Linked DNA regions of Pan troglodytes: region 2 is linked to region 1. The links are chromatin contacts, called in public HiChIP or PLAC-seq maps. All regions are on one chromosome and are shown on one strand. The core of a region is the stretch at or near the end of the contact, and the rest is flanking DNA. Distances in the headings are between cores, read along the strand shown. Region 1 holds the start of CDC25A (cell division cycle 25A). Region 2 holds the start of ATRIP (ATR interacting protein).

Evidence for each region. HiChIP or PLAC-seq counts read pairs in DNA pulled down with a chosen protein or histone mark.
Region 2: a contact with region 1 is called in an H3K4me3 HiChIP or PLAC-seq map of stem cell-derived excitatory neurons, with 3 times the contacts expected there. The contact joins the promoter of ATRIP here to the promoter of CDC25A in region 1. A contact is called at or near these places in 1 of 7 Hi-C or Micro-C datasets (stem cell-derived neural progenitor cells) and 1 of 1 datasets of contacts at active chromatin or transcription factors (stem cell-derived excitatory neurons).

What each region holds. Positions count from the first base shown.
Region 1 is chr2:52,205,923-52,212,346 of NHGRI_mPanTro3-v2.0_pri, reverse strand. It overlaps CDC25A (cell division cycle 25A), which reads left to right and starts at 3,000. Exons shown (of 16, transcript XM_009445387.5): 1 at 3,000-3,088; 2 at 3,243-3,680; 3 at 4,679-4,755. The coding sequence starts at 3,511.
Region 2 is chr2:52,471,933-52,478,356 of NHGRI_mPanTro3-v2.0_pri, reverse strand. ATRIP (ATR interacting protein) reads right to left here and starts at 2,648. Exons shown (of 12, transcript XM_063805739.1): 1 at 2,548-2,648. It overlaps TMA7 (translation machinery associated 7 homolog), which reads right to left. Exons shown (of 4, transcript XR_002943114.3): 4 at 5,292-5,490.

The sequences.
Region 1 (6,424 bases), core at 1,751-4,250:
CTGTGGGTAGCGCTTCTGTCCTTTTCATCACTGTATAAAATAACTTTGTTCTATTTACCCATTTTATTGTTGATGGGCATTAGGGTTGCTTTCTGTTTGGAGCTAAAATGATTAACATGGCCATGAATATTTGTGTACATGCATTTTGGCACACTTGAACTGTATTGTAGCTTCTGTGCCAACTTTTCCCTTCCCATGGCCTTCTGTGGCCACCTCCTCGCCTTCCTACAGGATTTCCATAGTTGCCCATGACCTCATTCTGGCCACCTTCAGTGACTCTCCTGGGTGCACCTCTGAACTATGGACTCGGCTACTCCCTTGTGGTTTCTATCTCAGCCCCAGCTTTGCGGTCCTGTCTCACTACATCAAGTCCTCAATGCTGGTGCTCCCCAGATCCAGGGTCCTAAAAACCCTTTGTACATCCTCAATGGGCATTACCATCTTCATGCTAATCAACACCAAATCTGCCTCCTGACTACACCCCCCAGCCAGTCCACCAGCACAAAACTGAGCTCATCAAATTCCTCCAAGAAGTATGCCTCCAATTGTTGAAATGTTACATCCACCCAGGTACTTGAATCATTACCTAAGAATCATTCTAGCCTCCTCCCTTCCCTCTAGCCCCCTACAATCTTAACTCTCAATTATCAAAATCTGATGAGATCTACCTCCTTCAGGGCTGCCAGGATCATTCCCTTCCTTTGTCTCTAAGGCCCCCACCTTGCTTCAGAATCTCCCAGACTTTTGGGACAGCCACCTCCTTTTTCCTCAGGCCTCCCCACTCTCCTCCACTGATCCACCCTAAAGCAAATCTGATCCGGTTATCACACACCCTCCACTGTCCACAGGATAAGGCCAAACTCTTCAGCAAACTCCAGTCCTTTCAAGAACTGTCCCTCACAGCCACTCCCATGTGCCCATTCTAGAACCGACTGGATCAACTCAGGAGTAGCTCCCGGCAAGTACGGCGTTCCTCCTCACCTCCTGGCTGCCGAGGGCCGTTTCCTTAGAAAGCACTTCCCCCCAGCCCCAAGCTCCCCTTCTCCAGCAACCTTGACCTTTAGCTTTAATCTCCTTTAGGACGTGCCCCCCACCGTACTGCCTTCCCCAGTCCCCGCCCCTCCTCTAGGTGCCCACCATCCCTCCACAAACCACAGCTATTTTCATGGTAATAATTCCATTATTAGAAGGAGCTTTATGCTCAGCGGACCAGAGCTCCCTGAGAGCAGGGATTGTGGTATTATTTCAAGCACTGAATTTGTTCTAGTAATCCTTGAATAAACATATGTTGAATGAATGAATGCAGTAACAGGAATGTTGAGCCAAGTTTTGTTTTTGTTTTTTGAGAGGGAGTCTCGCTCTGTTGCCCAGGCTGGAGTGCAGTGGCTAGGTCTCGGCTCACTGCAAGCTCCGCCTCCCGAGTTCAGCCATTCTTCTGCCTCATCCTCCCGAGTAGCTGGGACTACAGGCGCCCGCCACCACGCCCGGTAATTTTTTGTATTTTTAGTAGAGCCGGGGTTTCACCATGTTAGCCAGGATGGTCTCGATCTCCTGACCCCGTGATCCGCCCGCCTCGGTCTCCCAAAGTGCTGGGATTACAGGCGTGAGCCACCGCTCCCGGCCTGTTGAGCCAAGTATTAAAACCACATAAAACACAGGAGGAGAGGAAAGTATTCAGAGATACGACAGAGAGAACTATTTGAAACAGTGGGACCACAGACCATGTGAACTGTGCAGAGAGGCCTAAATAGCCTGGGGTTTCTGGAGGGAAGGGAGGTTCCTGGGTGGTGGAGCACTGGTGCACAGAAAAGGAGATGAATCCTGAGAGAGAGGTTCCTCACTGTGAAGGGTCTGGTGTTGGGGCCAAAGGTTTGGGGTTTCCACCTGTCCAGCATGGCTTTTCAAACTGTAGGGTTTTTTTTTTTTTTTTTGAGTGGGGGGCAGGGGGTGTCTCACTTTGTTGCCCAGGCTGGTCTCAAATTCGTGGGCTCAGGCAATCCTCCCACCTCGCCCTCCCAAAGTGCTGGGATGATAGGCGTGAGCCACTAAGCCCAGCAGTAGGTTGCAATTAAATCATGCACTTATGGCCCTCAAAATCCGTCTAGGAGCTGCCACAGGTGCGGCGCTGTAAAAGTAAATATGCCCACTTAGAAAATAGGGATAATTCCTATGTCACAGAGTTGTAAAGATTAAATGAATTAATACAGATTAACACACTGGGAACAGTGTCAAGTGCATAAGCATTATGTAAACTTTAGCTATTATTTGCTATTATTGTGTTTGCTGTTATTTCTCTCTAGGAGCTCCCAGGGGGCTAAGAAGTGGTGGGAAAGAAAGAAATGATTCTAAGAGCATCCAATAAGGGCTAGAATGGAAGTGAGCAAAAAATGCTGAGGCCCACAGCACAGGTTGTACTGCGGGGTTCAAATCCCATGAGGCCAGCAGCACCCAGGGTCTGTGAGCCCTCCAGAGTTGGGCCCTGGTGGTCGAGTCCAGTCCTGGGGGTCATTGCATTCCCTCCCTCATTATAAAATGGGGCCTGGAGGCCCGGGGCAGAAGAAAGGGGTCCACAATACTGCACGGTTAGAGGCCGAGCCAAGGCTGGATCCGGCCAGACCTCCACAGGTCTTCCTTAGCCTCCACATTGCCTCAGAGTGTGGGGCGCCCGGCTGGGGGCGAGGTAGCGGAGGCCCAACGGGGGCCGAAGCTAACTGGACGGCAGCTCGCGATGGGAACTACGCTTCCCAGCATGCGACGGGGCAAAGGGGCCTTTCAGCCGCGAGCAGCGCCTCGCAGGTTCTGCTGGGAGTTTTCATTGACCTCTGATCCCCCTCTCATTTTGATCCGCGCTCTTCTGCTCTGGGCTCCGCCCCCTTCTGAGAGCCGATGACCTGGCAGAGTCCCGCGAGCCGCTTTCTTCTTCCCCTCTCATTGGCCCAGCCTAGCTGCCTTTCGGTTGCGAGGAGGAGAAGTTGCTTACTGATTGGTGGATTCCGTTTGGCGCCAACTAGGAAAGGGGGGCGGGGCAGCAGCTGCCCCCACTGAGCCGCTATTACCGCGAAAGGCCGGCCTGGCTGCGACAGCCTGGGTAAGAGGTGTAGGTCGGCTCGGTTTTCTGCTACCCGGAGCTGGGCAAGCGGGTGGGAGAACAGCGAAGACAGCGTGAGCCTGGGCCGTTGCCTCGAGGCTCTCGCCCGCCTTCTCTTGCCGACCCGCCACGTTTGTTTGGATTTAATCTTAAGGTTGCCGGCGCCCGCCCGCCCGCTGGCCTCGCGGTGTGAGAGGGAAGCACCCGTGCCTGTGGCTGGTGGCTGGCGCCTGGAGGGTCCGCACACCCGCCCGGCCGCGCCGCTTGCCCGCGGCAGCCGCGTCCCTGAACCGCGGAGTCGTGTTTGTGTTTGACCCGCGGGCGCCGGTGGCGCGCGGCCGAGGCCGGTGTCGGCGGGGCGGGGCGGTCGCGGCGGAGGCAGAGGAAGAGGGAGCGGGAGCTCTGCGAGGCCGGGCGCCGCCATGGAACTGGGCCCGGAGCCCCCGCACCGCCGCCGCCTGCTCTTCGCCTGCAGCCCCCCTCCCGCGTCGCAGCCCGTCGTGAAGGCGCTATTTGGCACTTCAGCCGCCGGGGGACTGTCGCCTGTCACCAACCTGACCGTCACTATGGACCAGCTGCAGGGGCTGGGCAGGTAAGGAGAGACCGGCGGGCGGTGCTCCAGGCCCCTGGCCTCGGTGTCGGCCTCGGGGAGATCAGGCCAGGAAACGGACCGGGAGAAGGGCGAGACCCGTCCGTCCGGGTTCGCCGCTCGGGGACAGCCGGGCTAGGGCCTGCCATGTGCACCCCCGCCTGGGCGGAATGTTGGGCGGGAGAGGCCGTCCGGACCTCCCAGGGGAAGAGGTGGAGATCCTCGGGCCTAAGCCCGAGCCAGGCCCACCTTCACCCCTTTCGGATTGCTCCGTACTCTCCTTCTATCTCTATCCCTGGAAGCTCTTTGGAATCTACCCCCGCGGGGAAAATCAGGCTCTTCTAGGCACTCACTTTCACCCTTTGCTAAACCATCCTCAGGATCTTAGTTTGCTGTGATCTTTGTTCCTTCTCAACAAAGGACCATGGCATTTTCTTTCCTGGCGTTTATGTAAAATCATCTCAGTCCCTCGCCCTGTGCACATTCCTGATGTCCACTCTGCTGCTTTCCTAAGGCCAGGTCTTTTTACCCAACTTTCAGAAAGCTTCCTGGGCTTTTCCTGATAGCAAAAAATGCATCCCACGGTGTTTCCCGCGGAAGAGCTACTTTCCCTTCAATCTCTGGCATCCCGTTTGCTAAGCACATGTCTTGTGCGTTTCCCAACTTCTGAAAAGCACAAAGTGTCCTGTTCAACTTTCATCCCGACTCTGTCTCAGTACTTAGAACACATGCTTTTATTTTAGGAAATACCCCAACATTTGCCATAGCCATCATAACCTGCAATGTGGTCCAAGGCCATGCCCACCCACTCCTTTTTTCTCCTTTGCCCAAGTGCTAATTGGGTGTTCAGAGTGGCAAAGTGGGATCTTTGCCACTTGTGGTGTGGCCTAGAAATGGTTTCTGGCAGCCTGGCTGCTTCTTAATCTCATGGCCTATCTCCTGCATGTGACCTTTTAATTATATCCTATAAATCATTCATGGTTTATTTCTGTTGGTTTCAGTGATTATGAGCAACCACTGGAGGTGAAGAACAACAGTAATCTGCAGAGAATGGGCTCGTCCGAGTCAACAGATTCAGGTATTTAAGTCTGCTGTGTGGGGAGCAATACTCTGAATTTCCTGAAACATGCCTTTTCACCCAGGAGGTTAGTTTTGGTGAGAACTTGAGGAAGTCATGGCATTGGGTGATAAACTTTTTTTTTTTTTTTTTTTTTGAGACGGAGTTTCGCTCTTGTCGCCCAGGCTGGAGTGCAATGGCATGATCTCAGCTCACTGTAACCTCCACCTCCCGGGTTCAAGTGATTCTCCTGCCTCAGCCTCCCGAGTAGCTGGGATTACAGGCAGCACCACCACACCCGGCTAATTTTGTATTTTTTAGTAGAGACAGGGTTTCTTCATGTTGGTCAGCCTGGTCTCGAACTCACAACCTCAGGTGATCAGCCTTCCTTGGCCTCCCAAAGTGCTGGGATTACAGCGTGAGCCACCGCGCCCGGTGATAAACATTATTGAGAACAATATAAAGGAGCCCTTGTGGCTGTTTATGAAGAAAGGAAATAGGTTTCAAATGTCTATAAGGAGGTGGTGTGTGCTTGCCCTTGAAGGATGGGTAGTAAAGTATAATTCACCATACCACTGTAAGTGGCATTCAGGCAATCTTACTGGTTAAAATACAGGGTCAAATGATTGGAAGTACAGTGTCATGAAATCATTTCAGTGATGCTGCTATGGAGGAAATTGCCAGTGCATTTCATTCTTCATGAATTCATATTACTGCAGAGTTTATCTGTATTTGTACAGATAAGACCATTGGTGCAAAGATCCTTTAGGTTAAAGGAACTGCAAGAGCAAGTCTTAAAATGTAATGTAGCCTTCTGTATGTAGAATGTAATTTAATATAGAACTGGGGATAGGATTATCACTTGTAGCAGTGTGGTGAGCAAGGGCTGTAACACCTCACTTTCCATAAGGCTGCATAGACACATGAGCTATGGGTGGGTGGGTCTGCGTCATCTGAGCTGGCATATAAGTAATGCTGAACAGTGTCTCCTTCACCCTGCTGCCTTTTGTGAGATGGACACCTTGGTGTCATTTTGTTAAAGGCAGCAAGTGCTTGCCTTGCATGTCATGACCAGTAGTTGTATTTTTCTTTTTCATTTTGAGACAAGGTCTCAACTCTGTCACCCAGGCAACCTCTGCCTCCCAGATTTAGAGAATTCTTCTGCCTCAGCTTCCCTAGTAGCTGGAATTACAGGTGTGGGTCTCAAACTTCTGATCTCAGGTGATCCACGCACTTCGACCTCCCAAAGTGCTGAGATTACAGGGGTGAGCCACTGCACCTGGCCTTTTTTTTTTTTTTTTTTTTTTGAGACAGGGTCTTGCTCTGTTTTCCAGATCTCAGGCTGGTGTACAGTGGCACAATCAGGCAATCAGGGTTCACTGTAGCTTCAACTTTCCGAGCTCAAGCGAACCTCCCACTCCAGCCTCCCCAAGTAGCTGGGACTACAGACATGTGCCACCACACCCAACTAATTTTTTTTTTAATTTTGGTAGAGTCAAGTCTCGCTATGTTGCCCCAGGCTTGTTTTGAACTTGTGGCCTCAAGCCATCCGCCTGCCTCAGCCTCCCAAAGTATTGGAATCACAGGTGTGAGCCACTGTGCCTGGTCAGTAGTTGTATTTTTCAAGCCTCATATGATTTGACAAGGTAAAACGTTTAAAAACTATGCCAAGAAAATCTGGTACCTATTG
Region 2 (6,424 bases), core at 1,399-3,898, 270 kb before region 1:
CTCCACCTCCCAGATTCAAGCGATTCTTGTGCCTCACCCTCCTAGGTAGCTGGAATTACAGGCGTGTGCTACCATGCCCGGCTAATTTTTATATTTTTAGTAGAGACGGGGTTTCACCATATTGGCCAGCCTGGTCTCAAACTCCTGGCCTCAAGTGATCAGCCCACCTTGGCCTCCCAAAGTGCTGGGATTACAGGCATGAGCCACCACACCCGGCTGAAACTCATAAATGATCCTTCTAAAACAACAGATCCTATTATTCTTTCCCTATCCTTCATCCAATTCCAAGAGTCTCATCTAAAGCCTGAGGAGATCTCATTGGCCAGAACTCAATGATCTATTTATTATTCAGTAATAGTTACTGACCATATGCAATACGCCAGGCATGTTAGGCTCTACAGGTACAATAGTGAGCAAAATTGATACTTCCTTACACTCACAGAGCTTAAAAGACATTCAACAAATAATCACACAGATAAATGTAAAATTACAACTGTGATTAAGAACTGCAGAAGAGAACAAATACAGGAAAGCCTATAATATGACAGCAATCTGACTTAAGTGGGATGATTGGAACATTTCCCTAGGGAAGACTTGAAGGAGCTGAGAGCTGAAGGACAAGTAGGAATTAACCAGATGAGTGGAAATGAATGAATGAAAAGTATACTCAATGTACAAAGACAGAACAATGTATAAAGTTCCTGTATTGTAAAGAAGCAGAGAGAATTCAAAGAATGTTAGTGCAGCCAGGACCCAGAGAGTGAGAAAGGGCCAAACCAGGCTGGGCCTTGCAGGCCATGTTAAGGATTTTGGTCTTCACACTAGAAGAAATAAGAAATTATTAAAGGGCTTTCATTAGGGGTGTTCATGGCTGGGTGCGGGTGGCTCATGCCTGTAATCTCAGCACTTTGGGAGACCAAGGCGGGTGGATCACCTGAGGTCAGCAGTTTGAGACCAGCCTGGCCAACATGGCGAAACCCCGTCTCTACTAAAAATACAAAAATTAGCCAGGCATGGTGGCGGGCACAAGTAATCCCAGCTACTTGGGAGGCTGAGGCTACTCGGGAGGTTGAGGCAAGAGAATCTCTTGAACCTGGGAGGTAGAGGCTGTGGTGAGCCAAGATGGCACCACTGCACTTCAGCCTGGGTGACAGAGTGAGACTCCGTCAAAAAAAAAAAAAAAAAAGGTGTTCACGTATATCTGTGTAAGACACAGCCAGATTTGAGTTTTGAAAAGATCACTCAGAATGTGATGTGAAGCCTCACTTGTAGGGAGTCAAGACTGGAAATGGGAAACCAATTTAGCAGACCATTGTTCAAGGGAGGACTCATGGTAACACAGATCAGGCAGTTGGTAGAAGCAATGTGAATAGGATAGATTCCAGAGAAGGATTAAGAAGGTAAGCTTGACAGGCTTTCCAAATAAATTAGATGTAGAGTCAAGGAAAGGGGAAGAGTCCCTTTGTGCCACTGGATGGAGAGTCGTGCTAGTTACTTCCTTGTGGAACATCTGGTCATCATTCTCTGAATGTCTGCTTTGCCGGCACCATGCTAGAAGTGCTGGAGGAGGACTGGGTTTCCAGGAAATGATCGTGTTGAGTTTAAGGTGCCTTGAGACACCCAAGTACAGATGCAAGGTGCACTCAAAACATTTCTCTTTCTGGGAGTCCTCAAGACTTCACTCACTCCTCAACTAGAATGTAAGCTCCATGAAGGACAGTTTTTGTATTTTGTTCATTGTAAGGTCAGCTGCAGTTCCTCACGTTTGGGCACCTAGCACAGTTTACTGGTTGTATAAAAGAATAAATTTATTTCATCTCTTGCCTGTGTCAGGCTCCTCCCATGCTCACACTGCCCAAGGGAGACAGTGGGCTTCATAAGATCTAAAGCCGCTCAAACTTGTCACAAGAATGGGTCCCCATGCATGGGTAGTGATGGTTCTGATGGTGGTGGTAGGTGTGTTCCAAGGATCTCTGCTTAGAACCAAGAACCAAGTGGCCTAAACTTTAGAAAATAAAGTAAAATGTCAACTTAGCCTTCTGTGTTTCAAATCGGCTGTTTGACCTGGCTAATGCATTTCCCCCTAAATTCAAAGGACCTTCTGGAAGACAACCGCTGCTTAAATCAGGGTGTTCCCATATTTTAAAAAGGCGAAAAGGCAGTGCTGGCCGCGAGGTTCCGAAGCCACAGCCATCAAGGGGATCTGGCGCGGTTGACAACTCCCTCCGAGCAAAAGGCCGCGAGGAGCACTCACTGGACACGTCCCGAGCCGCGGCCGGACATTGGCTCAGGGCCTGTGACGCGAGGGTGTCAAGCTCCTCCAGGTCGTCGGCAGTGAAGTCCCCATGCGCGCCGAACGGGTCGTCAGGGTCCGGGGCAGCGGCTGCGGAGAAGCCCCGGGCCCGCTTGCTCGGGGGGTGCCCGGTGCCCGGCGGCGGGCGGGGGCGAGGCGCCGGGGGCTCGCTCCGCCTCTTGCTGCCTGGCGCGGAGGTCCCCGCCATGCTTTCCGCTCACCCCAAGTATCCGACAGCGCCGAGTTAGACTTGCCTGCCGCCAGGCCGAAGAACTAGACCAACCGTCCGCGCGCCGCCGCTTGCCTCCGCAGCGAGTGCCCCGCCCCCGGCCCAGGGGCCAATCAGCTGGCAGGCGGAGGGCGCGGAGGAATGACGAACGTCCGAGCGCGCCGCCACACCCGGCCCCGCCCGGTGTTTAGAGGTCCACGGGCGGGACTCGGCAGGTTTGCTGCAAGGACTCGGTGCGGCGCGACCCGTTACCGGAGAGGCGGGCCGGAGGCGCACCAGCTCCGCCGCGCTGGTGGCTTTGCGCTCCCTCCCTGGCACTCCGTGGAGGAGGGCCGCGCAGGAGCAGCCTGCCCTAGCATTCACGCGTGTTGCGTTTGAGTCGAGCCAGGCATCATTCAGGGATGTGGTCTCCGTGACCTCGCTTTCCTTCTGCCGCCAGACCCACCTCCCACAAACCCCTAGGCTTTCTTGAGGAGAGTGGAATTTGTTGGGTGAGGAGTATGAATAGAGCTGTCGTGTGCAGACATCTTCGGGTTTAGTGAATGTTTCACATGTGTACATTTGAGGTAGGCCCAGGGAGGAGGAAAGTCCAAGGAGGAATGATGTTTGGAGCTGTTCTTGTGTGGGAGGGGGTGGGAGCTGCTCAGGCTGTTAACATCCATTCCTCTGAGTGCTGGACTGTTTTTTTTCCTAAGCTCTGGTTGTATAGAATAGGGCTCAGGAGGTCAAGGAAGTCCCCCTGTAAATGGCACCTGGGCTGTCCTACAAGTTGAGTCAAGTTAGCAGGATAGAGGGGTAGGAGGCTGACACATAAGACTAACACGAGAATTCTACATTGAAAGGGAGGCCACACAAAGGCCAGGTAACAGTTACCTGTGGCGAACAGAGGTAAAGCTTCACAAAGGAGCAGCAATTTGAGGTGGGCTTGCGTGCCTGACAGATTTTATTGGGCAGCTGTGGTGTGCAGAAGTTAGCCGCAATAGAGAATTTGGCAATGGAGAGTAACAGGAGCAAGACTCTTTCAGCCTTACCTGCTCAGTGCCAAACTTCACCTGTGAGTGTCCTGGGAATATTTGTGAAAGCATTAAATGAAAAGAGTAAATGAAAAAGAGAGTGCTATCAGGGCCTGTAATGTCTAAGGAGTTTAAAATTTTTTGGAGCAACTGGTAGTCTCCGTCAGATAGCTTCCCAAGTGTTGCATGCTTAATTGCTGCAGGACTCTGGTCCTGGAAAGAGACAGGACTGTTCATTTGTTAAAGAGGGATAGGTTCCACCAAGCACCTTGCTTTCAGGAAGTGTGAATCACTGGTGCTCAGGTTTGTTTTAGCAGCATACGGCTGGGTGCCAGCTAGCAAGGCCCCATAGGGAATGCCTGAAGCCTACTGAAGGGTGCTACTGGCTGTGCAACTTTCTGGAGAGGACCAACACAGGCTTCCCCCTGCCCCCTCTCCCGCGTTAATATCTAGTACATTAATCATGAAAGTTTTCAATATTCTAAAACCTAGTTTTGATTTAGCAGTCTCATAATGGTTCCAGAGCTCTCTTTGAAAATATTCTGAGAGAAAGCTGAGCATTATTAACATAATTGTATTAAGGGCCTGGGAGGGAAATCCAAATACTTGTGCTTCTGAATTAATTTTTTTTTTTTAAATACAGGGTCTTGTTCTGTCTCCCAGGCTGGAGTGCAGTGGTGTGATCTTGGCTCACTGCAGCCTCGAACTCCTGGGCTCAAGTGATCCTCCCACCTCAGCCTCCCAAATGGCTGGGACTACAGAAGTGCACCATCACACCAAGCTAAGCGTTTAAAAACATTTAGCACACATTATGGATGGTCTCTGTCTTTGCATTTAGTGAGGGGCAAGCGGTAGGTATGCCTGGGACTCCAGTCCTGGGCAGCAGGAGGTAGAGTGAGCCCCCATTTTGCCTCACCCCCAACCCCTTGCCTGGCACTGGCACCCCCTCCATCCACCAGCAAGTGGGCTGGGGCTTCCCGCAGCTGCTGCCCTGGACCTGTTTGGTGCGCATGGGGACTTCACTGCTAGCAACTTGAAGGATCATGTAATTTGCCCTGCCCTGCCTCTTCCACAGGAACTGTTCCCTGTTACATACCCCAGTGCCTGCATATAGCAGACGCCTTACATGAACAGATGAACAAGTCTCATCAAAATATACGGCAATTTGGATGTGACAACATAAAGATGGGTTTTCTTTTAAAAGCAAATTCTGGTCAGGCACAGTGGCTCATGCCTGTAATCCCAGCACTTTGGGAGGCTGAAGCAGGCAGATCACTTGAGGTCAGGAGTTGAGGCAGATCACTTGAGACCAGCCTGGCCAACATGGTGAAACCCCTCTCTACTAAAAATACAAAAAATTAGCTAGGCATGGTGGCGGGTGCCTGTAACCACAGCTACTTGGGAGGCCAAAGCAGGAGAATAGTTTGAACCCGGGAGGTGGAGGTTGCATTGAGCAGAGATCATGCCACTGCACTCCAGCCTGGGTGAGAGTGAGACTCCACCCCCTCCCCCACCAAAAAAAAGTGCAAATTCTTCCACTAAACTCATGTAAGGTATTCTGTCAGGTATACAACCACACAAGAACGCCATCCTTTCAAATGAGTTGGTTTAATTTCAGGTGATACAAAGTTTAGGGTAGAACAAGGACCAAAGAACAGACTCTGGCAAGATTCTGAGCTGGTTTTACTTTAAATTCACAGTTATGGTAGGAATGACTTAGTGAAAACAACTAAAGAGATGATGAGCCACTGTAAGATTTTTTTTTTTTTTTTTTACAAAAGTTTATTCTTAAATGTACAACAGCTCCAAGACAACACTTAATTCCAGCTATACGTGGCAAAAGATGTTATGGCAGGGAATAGAGAGGTTTAAATACAGATGAAATAAAGGGTCACCATCTCCTCAGGCACAAGGAACAGCTTACTTTTTGCCAGATTTCTTAATTCCACCTGTGGCTGCAAAAGAAAAATAGTCACAATTAGGGAAAAATATAGTTCTTACGGTAGAAGCCCCACGGGCCTGCTGTGGACCTTAGTAAAGCCTGGCTTTTGTATTGGGCATTCACTTTAACACAAGCATGGATAGCAGCTTCACTGATACTGTCTGTTCTAGGTAAAGGTAAAATGAGGATGAGACGGAGTACAAGCAGTGGCTGGCTGTGCACTGGTCTAGATCTACACTTCTGTATACTTCACAGATTGGCTTATTTAATCCTCATGCCATATCAACCCATTTTACAGAAAAAGAAGTCCTTTTTTTTTTTTTTTGAGATGGAGTCTTGCTCTGTCGCCCAGGCTGCAGTGCAGTGGCACGATCTCGGCTCACTGCAACCTCCGCCTCCCAGGTTGAAGCAATTCTCCTGTCTCAGCCTTCCGAGCAGCTGGGACCACAAGCCCTGGCTAATTTTTGTATTTTTAGTGGAGACGGGGCTTCACCATATTGGTCAGGCTGGTCTCGAACTCCTGACCTCAGGTGATCTGCCTGACTCAGATTCCCAAAATGATGGGATTACAGGTGTGAGCCACCGACCCCAGCCTTTTTTTTTTTTTTGGGAGATGGAGTCTTGCTTTGTCACCTAGGCTGGACTGCGGTGGTGCAATTTTGGCTCACTGCAGCCTCCGCCTCCCAGGTTCAAGCGATTCTTCATGCATGAGCCTTCCGAGTAGCTGGGACTAAAGGCGCATGCCACCATACCCAGCTAATTTTTGTATTTTTAGTAGAGATGGGGTTTCACCATGTTGGCCAGGCAGGTCTCGAACTCCAGACCTCAAGTGGTCCACCCACCTCAGCCTCCCAAAGTGCTGGGATTACAGTCTTGAGCCACCATGCCCAGCCAAAAAAGAAGTCTTATTGTTAGGTGTTGTTCAAGTATGTGACAAGCCAGGATCC